Linked DNA regions of Danio rerio: region 1 is linked to region 2. A link is a contact called in public Hi-C data. All regions are on one chromosome and are shown on one strand. Each heading gives the region's core, a stretch centred on a gene start, on an enhancer-like site or on the middle of the called end of the contact. The rest is flanking DNA. Distances are from core to core; before and after follow the strand shown. Region 1 overlaps dchs1a (dachsous cadherin-related 1a). Region 2 overlaps dchs1a (dachsous cadherin-related 1a).

What was found. Hi-C and Micro-C count contacts between places; a contact is called where the count stands out from the background.
Region 1: a Hi-C map of embryo shows a contact between it and region 2, with 1.6 times the contacts expected there. The contact joins two enhancer-like sites. A contact is called at or near these places in 2 of 18 Hi-C or Micro-C datasets (caudal fin and embryo).

The regions. Positions count from the first base shown.
Region 1 is chr15:34,654,060-34,661,146 of GRCz12tu, reverse strand. All of the region lies in intron 2 of dchs1a (dachsous cadherin-related 1a), which reads right to left. Among named protein-coding and RNA genes, the nearest start is that of dchs1a, 50 kb to the right of the region's middle. Within about 2 kb of position 2,591, at least 8 of the 62 cell types and tissues checked have an H3K27ac peak or open chromatin away from gene starts, as enhancers often do.
Region 2 is chr15:34,617,727-34,624,236 of GRCz12tu, reverse strand. The region is part of intron 1 of dchs1a (dachsous cadherin-related 1a); the gene reads right to left. Among named protein-coding and RNA genes, the nearest start is that of dchs1a, 13 kb to the right of the region's middle. Within about 2 kb of position 2,921, at least 19 of the 62 cell types and tissues checked have an H3K27ac peak or open chromatin away from gene starts, as enhancers often do.

The sequences.
Region 1 (7,087 bases), core at 1,342-3,841, 37 kb before region 2:
ATGAATATAACATATAATTACATTTTGCATATAATTACGATTTCCAATATATACTTTATATTAGTACATGTAGTAATAATAATAATAATAATAATAATAATGTGTATTATGTAATAGAGGTATTTTGGTATAATGATGACTTTTATATAACATTTTTGACACATTTTGCAAAATTAGCATATCTCTCAGATTTTTTTAAAAGTGTGCTTATCCATTGTGAATTACTCAACAGTCCGTATTGCACTAGTAGACCATGCCAGGAAACACAAGAACTAATCTTCTACATGGCAACAGTTTGTCTGTATCAAAGGTAGATTGTAATTTATTAGCTATTAAGTGCTGTAAATATTTAAGAACATCTCTGATTACAATCATTAACACTTTCTCTGAGCAAATTAAACAGATGGTCTGTTTGAGGATCTCTGCAGTACTTCTAAAAGTAAAAAGAAAGCAAATCCATGAGTAGATGTTTAATGGATTGTTTTGGAGACTTTTCTGTCTGCATTGGACAAGGGAGCTCAACTCTACTGGGGGAAATTCATCGGGGTTTTGGGCTCGTATTCAAGTCCTTGACAAACAAAAGGTGACATATAATCAAATCACCTACGCTTAACCGGCGTCCCTCCAGGGAGAAAATCTGAAAATTAATTAAAGGATGGATTGTGAGGTGTTTCTAATGGCCGACAGCTCTAGATGGTTGATTGACACTTTAGTCGAGTGATATTCATGCCAAAAGTTCTCCCCGTTTGTGTATTTTGGACAATCTTTTGACAATGTTCACTTGTGGACCCAAAGCCAAATCCTGCAGATTTTCAACCAAGCTTCTTACAAGTAAAGAGCAAAACTCAATGCAAGCTAATGCTATGCTGGAAAACAAAGACTTCTTACATCTCAACATTAAAACCAGTGCTAGTATTTGCTGTGGTTTCTATCAAGAAGCATGAAATTACTGGAACATAAAAATCCATGAAGTGGACACGGAAAAATATGGTTTTGGTTTGGTTTTGGATAATTTGTACCAAAAAGTTGCAATTTTAGTTCCTTTAAAAACATTATGTGGTCATGTACATCTTTGTTCATCTTGAACAGGAATGTGAGTGTGCACATCCTTATTCTTATTTTTTATATAAGTTTATTTTAAAATATTAATGCATTTACTTTTTATATTAACAAAATAAAATATTTAATTGCATTTAACATTTTATATGTACTATTTAATAAAAATACTTTCGAGAAAAAAACATTTAAAAAAACAAAAAAAACATTGAGTCATATCTTTTTTTAATTCCAAGTATAAAACAAACAGAAACTATACTGATTTCAATATAAATGTTATAATTATAAATGTTTATTTAAATACTCATAATAATTAATTTAATATGCCTCAAATGCATTTAGCACCAACACAAATATAATAATAATAATAATAATAATAATTATTATTATTATTATTATTATTATTATAATAATAATTTTTACATTTATATAGCGCTTTTCTAAACACTCAAAGCACATTATTAGGGGGAAGCTCCTCATCCACCACCAGTGTGCAGCATCCGCCTGGATGACACGACGGCAGCCATATTATGCCAAACCGAATGCCACACACCAGCTGATTGGTAGAAAGGAGACTAGGTGATGAAGTCAGTTATGATAAAGGGATGACCAGTGGGCAAATTTTGGCCAGGATCCCAGAGATAAACCCCTACTCTTATTTGAAGGACATCCTGGGATTTTTGACAACCACAGAGAGTCAGGACCTCAGTCTAACGTCTCATCCAAAAGTCAGCAATTACTGAGCAGTATAGAGCTTATCAATATACTGGGGCGGTAGGACCCAACAGACCACAGGTTGATCGCCCCCTGCTGGTCTCACTAACACCAGTATAGCAGCAATCTAGCTTTCTTAAGTGGTCTGCCATCCAGGTCCTAACCGGGCGCAGTTAGCTTTAGTGGGCGACCATGTGAATAGCAGAGAGCTCGGTTTGCCAACAAATATGTGCAAACATTGTGCATGTTTTGCATGTTCAATGTGAATTTATTTAATTGATTATACTAGTCGCTTTGACCAAAAAGCTGTAGTGCATTTTAGATTATAAAAGAGCATGACTTATTTGAAATATATTTACATTTAAAACTTTTCTTAAAATCATGCACACTCATTATCAAAGTGTACTCCAATCACTGCATGCATTAACAGCATTTTTAATAAAAATGATGAATGTTTTTAATCATATTATGAATAAATTAATAGATTTGATCAAAAAGTCTTTGATCCATCAACAAGCCTTCAGCCATCCGTGTATGCGGACGCAATGGAGACTACATTATTTATATGTGAGATTAGTCTCTTCCAAAAGTGTCGTCTGCTCCGATAGCGCCTCATTTCTTCCCCCATGTCTGGTGGAAAGCGGATAATAAATTTAATCTAATCACGCTGGCACCTCATCAGACCACCCAGATCCCTTATCAAGACCCCGGGAGAGGCAGATCCGCCAAGACAAGGAAGTCGCCTCAAATGTACACAAAGCAGAAACAAAGAAAAAGAAGCCGATGAGGAAGAAAAAGAGGAGGGGGGAGGGGGATGAGTCTGCCGGTGTGTCCTTTGAGTTTGGCTTTCGATGACCCGTATCTTCATGCTGGCCACTGTCGGCCAGGCATACATCACACACACTGGATAAACACACAGCAGGCTAAACCCTTAACACCCGACAAGTGCATGTGCTCTTAAACAGATCATTGATTTTCTGTAGAATAAACTCACTCACTTGGAGACATAATCCAGTAATAGCTGAGCAGCCTTTGATGAGTGCATTGAATTAGACACAATGATGAACTCTTCACTGAGTGATGGTCTGGTTTCTTAACCAATAAAGAGTTTGGAGGTGATAGTGGCCATAGAGAAGCATAATTGCAGGAATGGCATCGCAAGGCACTGTCAGATTAAAATAATTTCTTCACCCTACAGTCGTCCAGTTTTTTTTTTTTTTAACTCAAATGGTTAGCAGCAATCGGTTTCCTCAAACAGTTTGAGTTGACTTTACTTATTGGGTTTTACAGTACTCAGTTGGTTTGAGTTCTCTTCATTTATTGGGTTTTATTGCTTCATTTACTCAAATGGATTAAGTTCACTGTACTCATAGGCATTAGTTTTTAAACTTAAATTATTTGTTGCAATCGGTTTCCTCAAATGTTGAGTTACCTTAACTTTTTGGGTTTTACAGTGCACAGTTTCGGTTTAGACAAACTTTTTGAACCATGTATACCTTTGTTTATGCATTAATCATTTCTTGCACGTGTGATAAACGTATAATGGCACTGTCTTCTGCCTGATTAAAATAGGCATGCTCATCTATAAATCTGACACACCCTAGAGCAGTGGCTTTGTAGCGTTGCCAGAAGCACTGAGCATAGATTTGATTTTGTAGTGGAAACGCACCATAAGAGCTATGTGATATGACATGATGCATAAATGTGCCTTAAACGCATATATTCTGCAGTTTACATGTGTTTGTTGCTTCATTAAAAAATGAAGAGTTCAGATGCAAAAACCTCCACATGCCGTCTGAAAATTTCCTCTGAAATCAGCATTTTTATCAGGCTCCTGTGTGTATGTTCAATAACATCATATTTTTTAGCAAAAAATAAATTCCTTTACTAATCTTTGAAGTAAAATATCTTAACAAAAACAAAGGAGGCTGAGAAAAATTATAATTTTCGATGGAAATTTCAGACAGCACTTTTAGGTTTTTGCATCTGAACTCTTCAAATATACATGGCAAATTTCACAATATACATGTTAAACTAACAAACAATACACTTAAGTAAACCTTGTGCATCATTGGGGGAGCAGAATAAAGTTTATGAAACATTAAAAATGTCTTTACATTCACTGCTTATCAATATAATGCAACGCTGCATGATTTTTTGCTTATTTTTTTCACCTAAACATCAACATAAAGAAAAACACATTAGAAGGCTAAAAAGACATTAAATAAAAACTAAATGCCTCCATGAGACCAAAGCAGTGGTAGCAGTGTGATGGCAGTACTGCCATAAAAAAAAAAGTTGGAAGAAAAAAACAAAAACTGCCTGTAGTCTTTCTCTTGGCAATCAATACTGAAGCCCATTTCCTGAGGTGACTATTGCTCATCACAATGAGTTGTTTAAAAACACCTCCACCTTTCTATCTGGCCCTCCATCAATCAATATTGCTCTGGTCTTTTCAGAGAATTCGTCACCACATGGCCATCACTCTCCTTCCCGCTCTTTGTTCTGTTCGCTCATATTTTCCGGACTTGTCCCGATCCATTTTTCTCTTTGTTCTCTTTGCCTTCAGCAGCCACTCCGCAAACTACCGGTGCCAGAGACGGGTGTGTGCTTGTGTGCCTGTGCGAATGATGAATTGATTCAAGCCATTTCATCGATGGCAAACCAGATTAATGGTGCTATTTAAAGCCCTTACTTGTGTTAAAATCCACTGCGAGACACCAGCGAAAACACTCATGAGCTTCTCTTTTTAACCCACGTCATTAGGCTCAGGTTCAAACAACCCACAGCAGCACCTCTCACTCAATCATAAACCTTTTCGGCATCAGCCAATGGTCATTTTTCCTCTAGATGTTGTAAGTGTGGTTTCTTGAGATGACGTGTTGACAGAGCTTTAATTAAGAATGGAATAAAATCGAAACTTGTTTAAAAAAAAATAGGCTTGAATGTTTATGTGCGTGCAAATTAGCAAGCCTTTTTAAATGTTGTTCGCAATGATCCGGACATTTGAATTGCCATCCAAGGTTCATATTTTCCTTCTCGATAATGAAAGGAAGCATGCATGGACTTTTTGGATGCTACTTGGATAAGGAATAAATGAGAAATAAATGCCGCTGTAATGGATCCTGCAGGATACTGAACTCAGCAAGCTGGGAAAGAAAGAGAAAGCCAGAAAAAGAGGTCATAAATACTCACATTTGACTAAGCGTAGATGATAGTTAGGAGTGTTAGAGTTGATAGCCAGTGACACAAGCAGTGATTTATGCCATGCTGACTTATAAAATAGAAAACTGGTCCCTTAAACGAAACCTTCAAGCCCCAGTGCACTGCAATGCATTGTGTTGTGTTCAGTGTAATTCATAAGTACATAAGTAGGCCTTATTACATAAGTCACAGATCTGCATTTTAAATTGATATTTTCACCCAAAAATATATTTTTTTATTATTAATTAATTACTCACCCATGTTGTTCCAAGCCCCTAAAAATACTGTTAATCAGCATAAATTAAAATATTTTAGATGAAATCCAAGAGCTCCCTCATCCTCCATAGACAACAACAATCCCAACTGATTCAAAGTTCAGATAAAGTGGGAAAAATAAGTATTGAACACGTCAATATTTTTCTCAGATACCATATTTCTAAAGGTACTGTTGACTTGAAATTTTCCCCAGATGTTGGTAACAACCATATATCAAATCTATATACGCAATCTATATAACAAATCCTTATATGCAAAGAAAACAAATGTGATTAGTTCAAATTTAGTTATTCATGATAAAATGAAATTACGCAGGAAAAACATATTGAACACATGAAGAAAGGGAGCTGTAGAAAGGCAGTGAAAGCCAAGACAGCATCTGAAAACTCTTAGTAGTTCTTCAGCAACCCTCTATCCTTCATCAGTGTAAATTAACATTAGCTGCTTCAGTCGAACATCTACATTACTAGAATAATCAAAATTAGTGATGTCCAGATCCTATCAAGTGATCATAAATCAGGCCCGATCTTGCTGTTTCAGACTCGATCAGAATCAGACGTTACCTCCCGATCAGGACTCAAAAAAAAATATTCCATGTCAACAGCTGCTTTAGAAATATTATTCCCAGGAAAAAACATGACGTGTTGAATACTTATTTCCCCTCTGTAAATACAAAAACAAATATCCTTAAAACAGACCATGTGTCTAAAGTGGTTCAATCAGAATATTATGAAAAATTATGAGAATACTTTTGTGCGATCATAAAAAAAAACGACTTTATTCAACAGTAGCTTTTTCTCAGTGTCAGTATATTTTACATGTTCATGAGCAATGTGCAGTGATGTATACACTGGATGCCCTTGTGTGACTTTCTATGTTTAAATCAAGCACAGGTGCACACCAGCAGTGTGACAGAATGCGACATGAACACGTGTGAACACATGCCCTATACTGACACAGATGTGAAGAAACTGTTGAATAAAGTAGATATTTTTGTTGACCTTTGCTGTCTATGGAGAATAAGGGAGCTCTCAGATCTGTAAATTTATCAATCTGTAGACAAACGAAGGTCTCAGAGGTTTAAAAAAACATGAGTGTGAGTAATTTATAAAAGAATTTTGATTTTTAGTCGAACTAACCCTTTAAATATTTAGTTACTATGAAATGTCTTGTTCAAAATAAGTAAAGACATTTAATAATCCTAAAATGTCTCTAAAACCAGTCAATAGACCACCATGACTGGCTAAGAGACTATTAAAACTAGCAAGGCAGCTTAAGCTTGTTAAAGAAGGATTAACACTGCCTTCACATTCGGTTGTAATTATTAGTAATTATGAGTTTGTTGTGTACAAGCGCTTTGCTGTTAGATATAAGCAGGACATGAGAACATCAGGTTTTTCTTTTATATTTCTCAGGGAAACTGTATTAAAGTCTGAATGTATGAGACATTCAACCAATATCTTCACAAAAGAAAGACAGAAAAATTAAGCATATAATTGACTAGCAAACATAACATTTACTATCACTTTTGCATAGCTTCACCTCATTATCGAGACATTGTTAACAATTATGAAGTTATATTAACACTATACAGTACATACATGTGACTGTAACAGCAAGAGTAAGTAAAATAAATGGTGTGTAAATAACTAATCCAATTTAACAGTCACTACAAAAATAGTTAACTCCTCCGGCCATGTTTAAAGTTTATGGCCCACACAAACTCGGAAACCCAGGTATCAAAATTACCTCAGAGTTTTCCGGCCATTAATACGACTTGTGAAGCCATTCAAGGCCAATTTCCCACTAGGAAACATGCACTTACCATCATTTCGAT
Region 2 (6,510 bases), core at 1,672-4,171:
CTTGTTATGAGATATTCAAGCCTGAAAATCTCATTGAAATGTTCCCTCAACTCTCATTTTTTTTGGGGTGTAAACTTCAGGAATGTCCTCCCACAGCAAAATATCAGTGCACTGGTGGATAGGAGCCTAAAATAGAGACTGCGGCTGACATGACCCCCCTTTTTTGTAAAACTATTCAACTGCAGTCTATATTGATGCAAAAGTAAGCCAAAAGGACCCTTTTAAAGCCAGCGGAGTGCTACCCCTGTCGTATATTAATGCCAACACTAATGTACAAAACGAAGCTAGAAAAACGCTGGTGGGCCAATTCTAATATATTAAAACCACAAAGGTCTCCTTTGAGTGTTCCTCTAGCTCCTTTTTTAAAATTAGCAATTCCTCATCCATAAAATTGTAGCTTGTGGACATGCAAACTTTGACGACCTTATTATTGAAATTATGAAACAAAATCTTTTATAGATGATTCCTGGATTAGGCCCTTTCTGGTTTCAAATGAATTATAAACATTCTGTAAGACAGGAGCTTAAATATTTATGTATGCTTGTTAGAAGAGCTTGACTCATCCAGCCCAGCTATTCAAGTATGAAAAATCGGCAAAGCAGAAAGGGGATGAAAGATTGAAAGTTATGAGAGAGCTTATTATCCGAGGAATAATGAATTGCGTGGTTTTCTGGTTCTCTTTGTGGTATAAAAGCACTACAGGAAAATTGCACTCACATAAAAAGAGACAAGTGAACCCCGCATTTGATTCTACCTTTGACTAAGTCTCTTTAAACTACATTGTAAATCAGGATTGACTCTTATTTATAGAACATTTAGCTAAAATAGAGTAAGGTTGCAAGAAAAATTAGGTACACCCTAGTTTGGAAAGTCAAGGTTTTAAAACCGCTGAAATTTTCTGCTATACCGTTCCTACAGTATTTGTTAGTTTTTTTATGACCACAGTATCTCCAGCAGAAAAGATATCCAACGATGCCGTTTTAAATAGTAAAGAAAACAGTGTTTTTTTAAACAAATGAAACAGCAAAAGTCAATGATTCATTTTTAGAGTTGGGCGAGTTACTGTATTCTAATTAAATTTTAAGGGACGCAGTAATGTAACGAATTACATTTTCATTTGTGTAATTTGATTACTGTTACAAAAATTAATGTAATAGCGTTACTTATACAAATAGAGGTTTAGAAGAAAAAACGCTTTTAAAATCACATTTTCTGCTGCAACTTCAGTTAATAAGTGTAAATAAACATTTGCCTTTAAATTGCTGGACAACGCAAGAAAATAGCTTCTGTCAAATGGTTGATTCTTCAAGTGGAAATACAGACTTTATTTTGATTTCACTGAGCAGAAAAATAAAAACATTGCTGTGAAATGCAGTCTACTGTATGTCCAGTCTCTAAAGAACTTACGACTGCTTTTAACTTGACCAGCTACTTGTTTAAGCTCTTGAACAGAAATTATTCTAAGACAATACTCGTCACAAAGGAGGACACCCGCGGCCAAAAACATAGTGGCCCAACTCAGCCTAAACAGGCTCATTTGGATTTTTGTGCAGGATTGGGAGTGAAGGTATCTTCTGAATATAGCATAGCTGCTTATGGGGCCGTTTACATATGTTGTCTTGTGAGCCCACGCATATTGGGAGCGCATATTGCGCATGCTTGCATTTCCAAGGTGCATCCAGTTGAAAATCACGAGTCACATGACAAGAACTGACCAATTAATTTCATGCTTTGTATAGAATATACACATTTCAGTAGACTAATTACATTAGACAAACACAGAACACCCAAACACTGCAGTGCTTTGGCATACTATGGATGTCAATAGTCACGAGTATTTTCTTCTAAATTTCTTTTTTTATGATAAAAACAAAAAACAAATAGGTTTGGAACAAGTGAATGATGAGAGAATTTTAAGTTTTGGGTGAACTCTTTAATATGTCAAGCTGCTGTGATCCACCCATTGTAATGTTTTTCAGTGAATAATAAATTGCTAAAAGAGTTGTGGTTTAATTAGCATTTTTATAGGTATATTTTAAATGTTTTAAAAGTAACTTCAAAGTATAGTAATTAGTAATTTGACTACTTTTTACATGAAGCAATTAGTAATGTAATCAGATTACAATTTTCCATTAGTAATCAATAATTTGTAATCTATTACTATAAAAAGTAACTTACGTCGGCGCATTAGCCTAGTGGTTAGCGCGCCGACATATGGTGCAATAGCACGTCAGGGCGTCGCAAGTTAGAATCGCGGCTCGACGACATTTCCCTACCCTACCCCCTGTCTCTCTCTCCCACTTCGCTTCCTGTCTAAAATATGTCCTATCTAATAATAAAGGAAAAAAGGCCAAAAATAAATCAAAAAAAAAAATTTGAATTATTTAGCCTGACATGTTTACTGTTACAAAATATTTTAAGTTTCTCAAAATTAGATATATTGTGTTCAAAGTGAAAAAAATCTTTCGTTTTTTACCCAGACATTTAAAAAGAATATATATTTAGAGCAGTAATCACAATACCGTGAAACTGTGATATTTTTATCCAAGGTTATCATACTATCAGAATCTTATACCGGCCCATGCCTAGTTGTCATATCTGCACATTCTTAAACTTTTAGGACAATTTAAGACTCAACCAAAGCCTAAATACAAAATGAAGCAGTTTAAAGATGAGCCTGTCAATGACTGCATTGCCATGAAAAGCCACAAAATCAGTTTCAGGCCAAGGGAAACAATCTTGTCATTCTCAATCACTGAGAAAGGAGAATTATTTCACAATAAAAATTCTTTATATCGACCGCAAGTTTTCAGATGTTTTTGTTGAAGTAAATAAAAACAGAATCACAGGAAATACTTTTGCTCTGTCATACTGCAGGGACCAGAGAAGCTCCCTCCAGTGGTGAACTTTAGCAACTCCCTTTACAAAATTCAAAAGTTATGTCCTTTCAATTTCTACCCCAAAGGGCATTTGTTTCAAGTAGGTAAGTACGTCTCAACGTGTGCACAGGTTTAACTCGATTAACTCCAGAATGACTGGCGGTGTTGGATGTGGCACGCAGCTGCACATGTGGTTAATTTAAAATGTGTGTGATGATGCAGGTGTCCATATAAAAGTGTGCATAAGCACCAGTGTATGTGAGTCAGATCTGTGCGTGCTGTGCGCCTCATTGCGGTAGTCTGTCAAGTCTGTGGTAGTGACATTGTGTGTGTGTGTGTGTGTGTGTGTGTGTGTGTGCGTGTGTGTGTGTGTGTGTGTGTGTGTGTGTGTGTGCCTGAGCGAGGGAGCAGACCAGGAGGGCTCCACACAGTCTGCCCTGCACCCTCTCTGGCTTTGCTGCATTGTAATTGGGGTCTGCTGGAAGCCTGCCCTGTGCATATGGGAATCCAAAGCTAATTTCAGTCTGTCAGCATCACAGGGACTGAGAAACACACACACACAAGGAGTACTCTCTTATGTTTAAGAAAGTACAGGCACACACACCCACACAATACCTCCAATGTAGATTACTATATGTGCACCAAACACTTCTCCAAAGTAAAGCCTCTAAATACATAATGAATGTAAGTGTAAGCATACAGTTGCAGCCAGAATTATTAGCCCCCCTTTTAATTTTCCTTTATTTTGTAAATATTTCCCAAATTATGTTTAACAGAGCAAGGAAATTTGCACAGTATGTCTGATAATATTTTTTCTTCTGGAGAAAGTCTTATTTGTTTTATTTCAGCTAAAATAAAGGCAGTTTTTATTTTTTAAAGCCATTTTAAGGTTAAAATTATTAGTCCCTTTAGGCTACATTTTTCAATAGTCTACAGAACAAACCATCGTTATACAATAACTTGCCTAATTACCCTATCCTGCCTAGTTAACCTTATAAAGCCTTTAAATGTTACTTTAGGCTGTATAGAAGTGTCTTGAAAAATATCTAGTAAAATATTATTTACTGTCATCATGGCAAAAACTAAATAAATCAGTTATTAGAAATTAGTTATTAAAACTATTATGTTTAGAAAAGTGTTGAAGAAATCTCTCTGTTAAACTGAAATTGGGGAAAAAATAAACAGAGGGCCTAATAATTCTGACTTCAACTGTATGTGTGTATATGTCTATGTATTTGTGTTTGTGTATGTATACATCTATGGAAAAAAAATTACAAGTCTACTTACATTTTCTTAGATTTCCTAGGCACGTTTTTTTTTTTTTTTTTTAATGTTAATGTTTGAATTATTCTATAAAGGTCTGATTGCGTTTCTTCCATGTTTCAAAAAAAAAAAAAAAAAATATATATATATATATATATATATATATATATATATATATATATATATATATAGATAGATAGATAGATAGATATATAATTTAGAGCTTTTTTTTACAAGAAAAATGACAGTTGGTCAAAATAACAAATGTGTTCATGTGTAAAAAACAAAACAAAAACATGGTTATTCTACCAAATATTGATTTTCCAATTCTTCTAATATTAAATTATTAGCAATGTGTTGTCTAAAAATAAATATAAGCATGTCTGAAACAACATATATTTTTGTTATTTTAATTATGTTTCAATGTCAACAGTAATTTTACATAATAAATCAAAATATACTCAAACAATAATTGGACATCACACTCCAACAAAATATTAATTACAAATTCAAAGAAACAGGACATCATCCATATACATATACACTACCTGACAAAAGTCTTGTCGCCTATTCAAGTTTTAGGAATCACAAATAATAACTTGACTTCTAGTTGATCATTTGGTATCAGAAGTGGCTTATATGAAAGGCAAAGGCCTCTAGATTATGTTTAATTTACCAAAATAAAACATAACCATGCCTTGATTTTTAATTATTTAATTAGGACAGTAAGGTCTCACTTTGCTTAGACAAAGTCTTTTCACTTAACAGAAATAGTGTGCAGTATAGAATATAAAGTCATGGTGCAGTGGGAAAAGAATTAATATTGTGAATAACTCCCGTAAGCTTGGACGACTGCATCCATACATCTCTGCAACGACTCAAATAACTAGAGAAAGTAGAAGAAAACAGTCTTGCAGGACTTCCAGAGTTCATCACGATTCTTTGGTTTTATCTTCAATGCCTCCTCTATCTTACCCCAGACATGCTCAATAATGTTCATGTCTGGTGACTGGGATGGTCTATCCTGGAGCACATTGACCTTCTCTGCTTTTAGGAACTTTTATGTGGAGGCTGAAGTATAAGGAGGAGTGCTATCTTGCTGAGGAATTTGCCATCTCCTGTGGTTTGTAATGTAGATTCCTCAGGCTGTTAATGTTGTCATCCACTCTGTAGATCTGTTGCATGCCCCTATACAGTATGTAACCCCAAACCATGATTTTTCCTTACCATCTTGACTGATTTCTGTAAGAATCTTGCATCCATGCGGGTTCCAGTAGGTCTTCTGCAGTATTTGTGATGATTGGGATGCAGCTCAACATATGAATTATGAGTTAAATCTACCTTCTGCCACTTTTCCAAATGATCAACTAAAAGTCAAGTTATTATTTGTTGCTCTTACAACTAGGATCGATGACAAAACATTTGTCAGGTAAATAATATGATAAATTAATATGAAAAATAATATGAAAAAATCTAAAATTTTTGTTTGCAGTCAAATGTTTTACTCTAAAACGTTAGTTTAAATGTAAGCATTCATTTTAAGTTTTAGAATGACATTTTTTACTGGAAACAAAAAAAAAAACGTATAATTCGTTCTCCAGACATTAAGGCAATGTCCCAGACGTTGTCAAAATCTCAAAGCAAGTTCCACAGATGTGTACAACGGGCACTGCCACTTCTTTTAATGGCTGGAGCAGACCTCCACAGTGCTGGACATGTACCATGGCAAACGAACCTAGACAACTGCTATTCTGTCCAAGATATGTTTCTTATTCTTGAATTTAATGCCTTGTTAAACTACATGGCATGAAGAGAAGTACTCTTGGATTGCAACTGAATATAGGTTGTAACTGCACCACAAAAATCATATGATGGAGTTCATAGCGATCAAATCAGGTCAGGACATTGGCCGTACGTCTCTTACTAGTCTGCTAATTTAGAGTTATTTCACTGTTTATGACTTTCCATCTTTGGGCAGCTTTCCAGTGCTTTGAGTCCTGTGTTTAACCCCGACCATTTAATGCGACAAAGGTGGTTTAATTATAGAAAATGGCCTATTTAAAGAAAAAACAGGCCCATTCTGTCCCTTCACAAAGTCAGACGCAGATGAAATGAAAACAGGTCTGCCCTATTTAATTTTAAAGCATGCCCTCAATAACACTTAATAATGGTCTCCAAGCTGTTCACACCTGCCCATTCCAAGCACCTCAGGGCTTTTTATAATCCCCCATTCCAAACAACAGTAGATAGCAGATTTGTGGGTATGCAGACCGCTAATATTTCTGAAGCAAGTGTTGCTGCCTTCCTCCATTAGCCAGAACTTCCATTCCACAAAAGGCTTCCAAAGATCTGACAGAACAGAAATCTG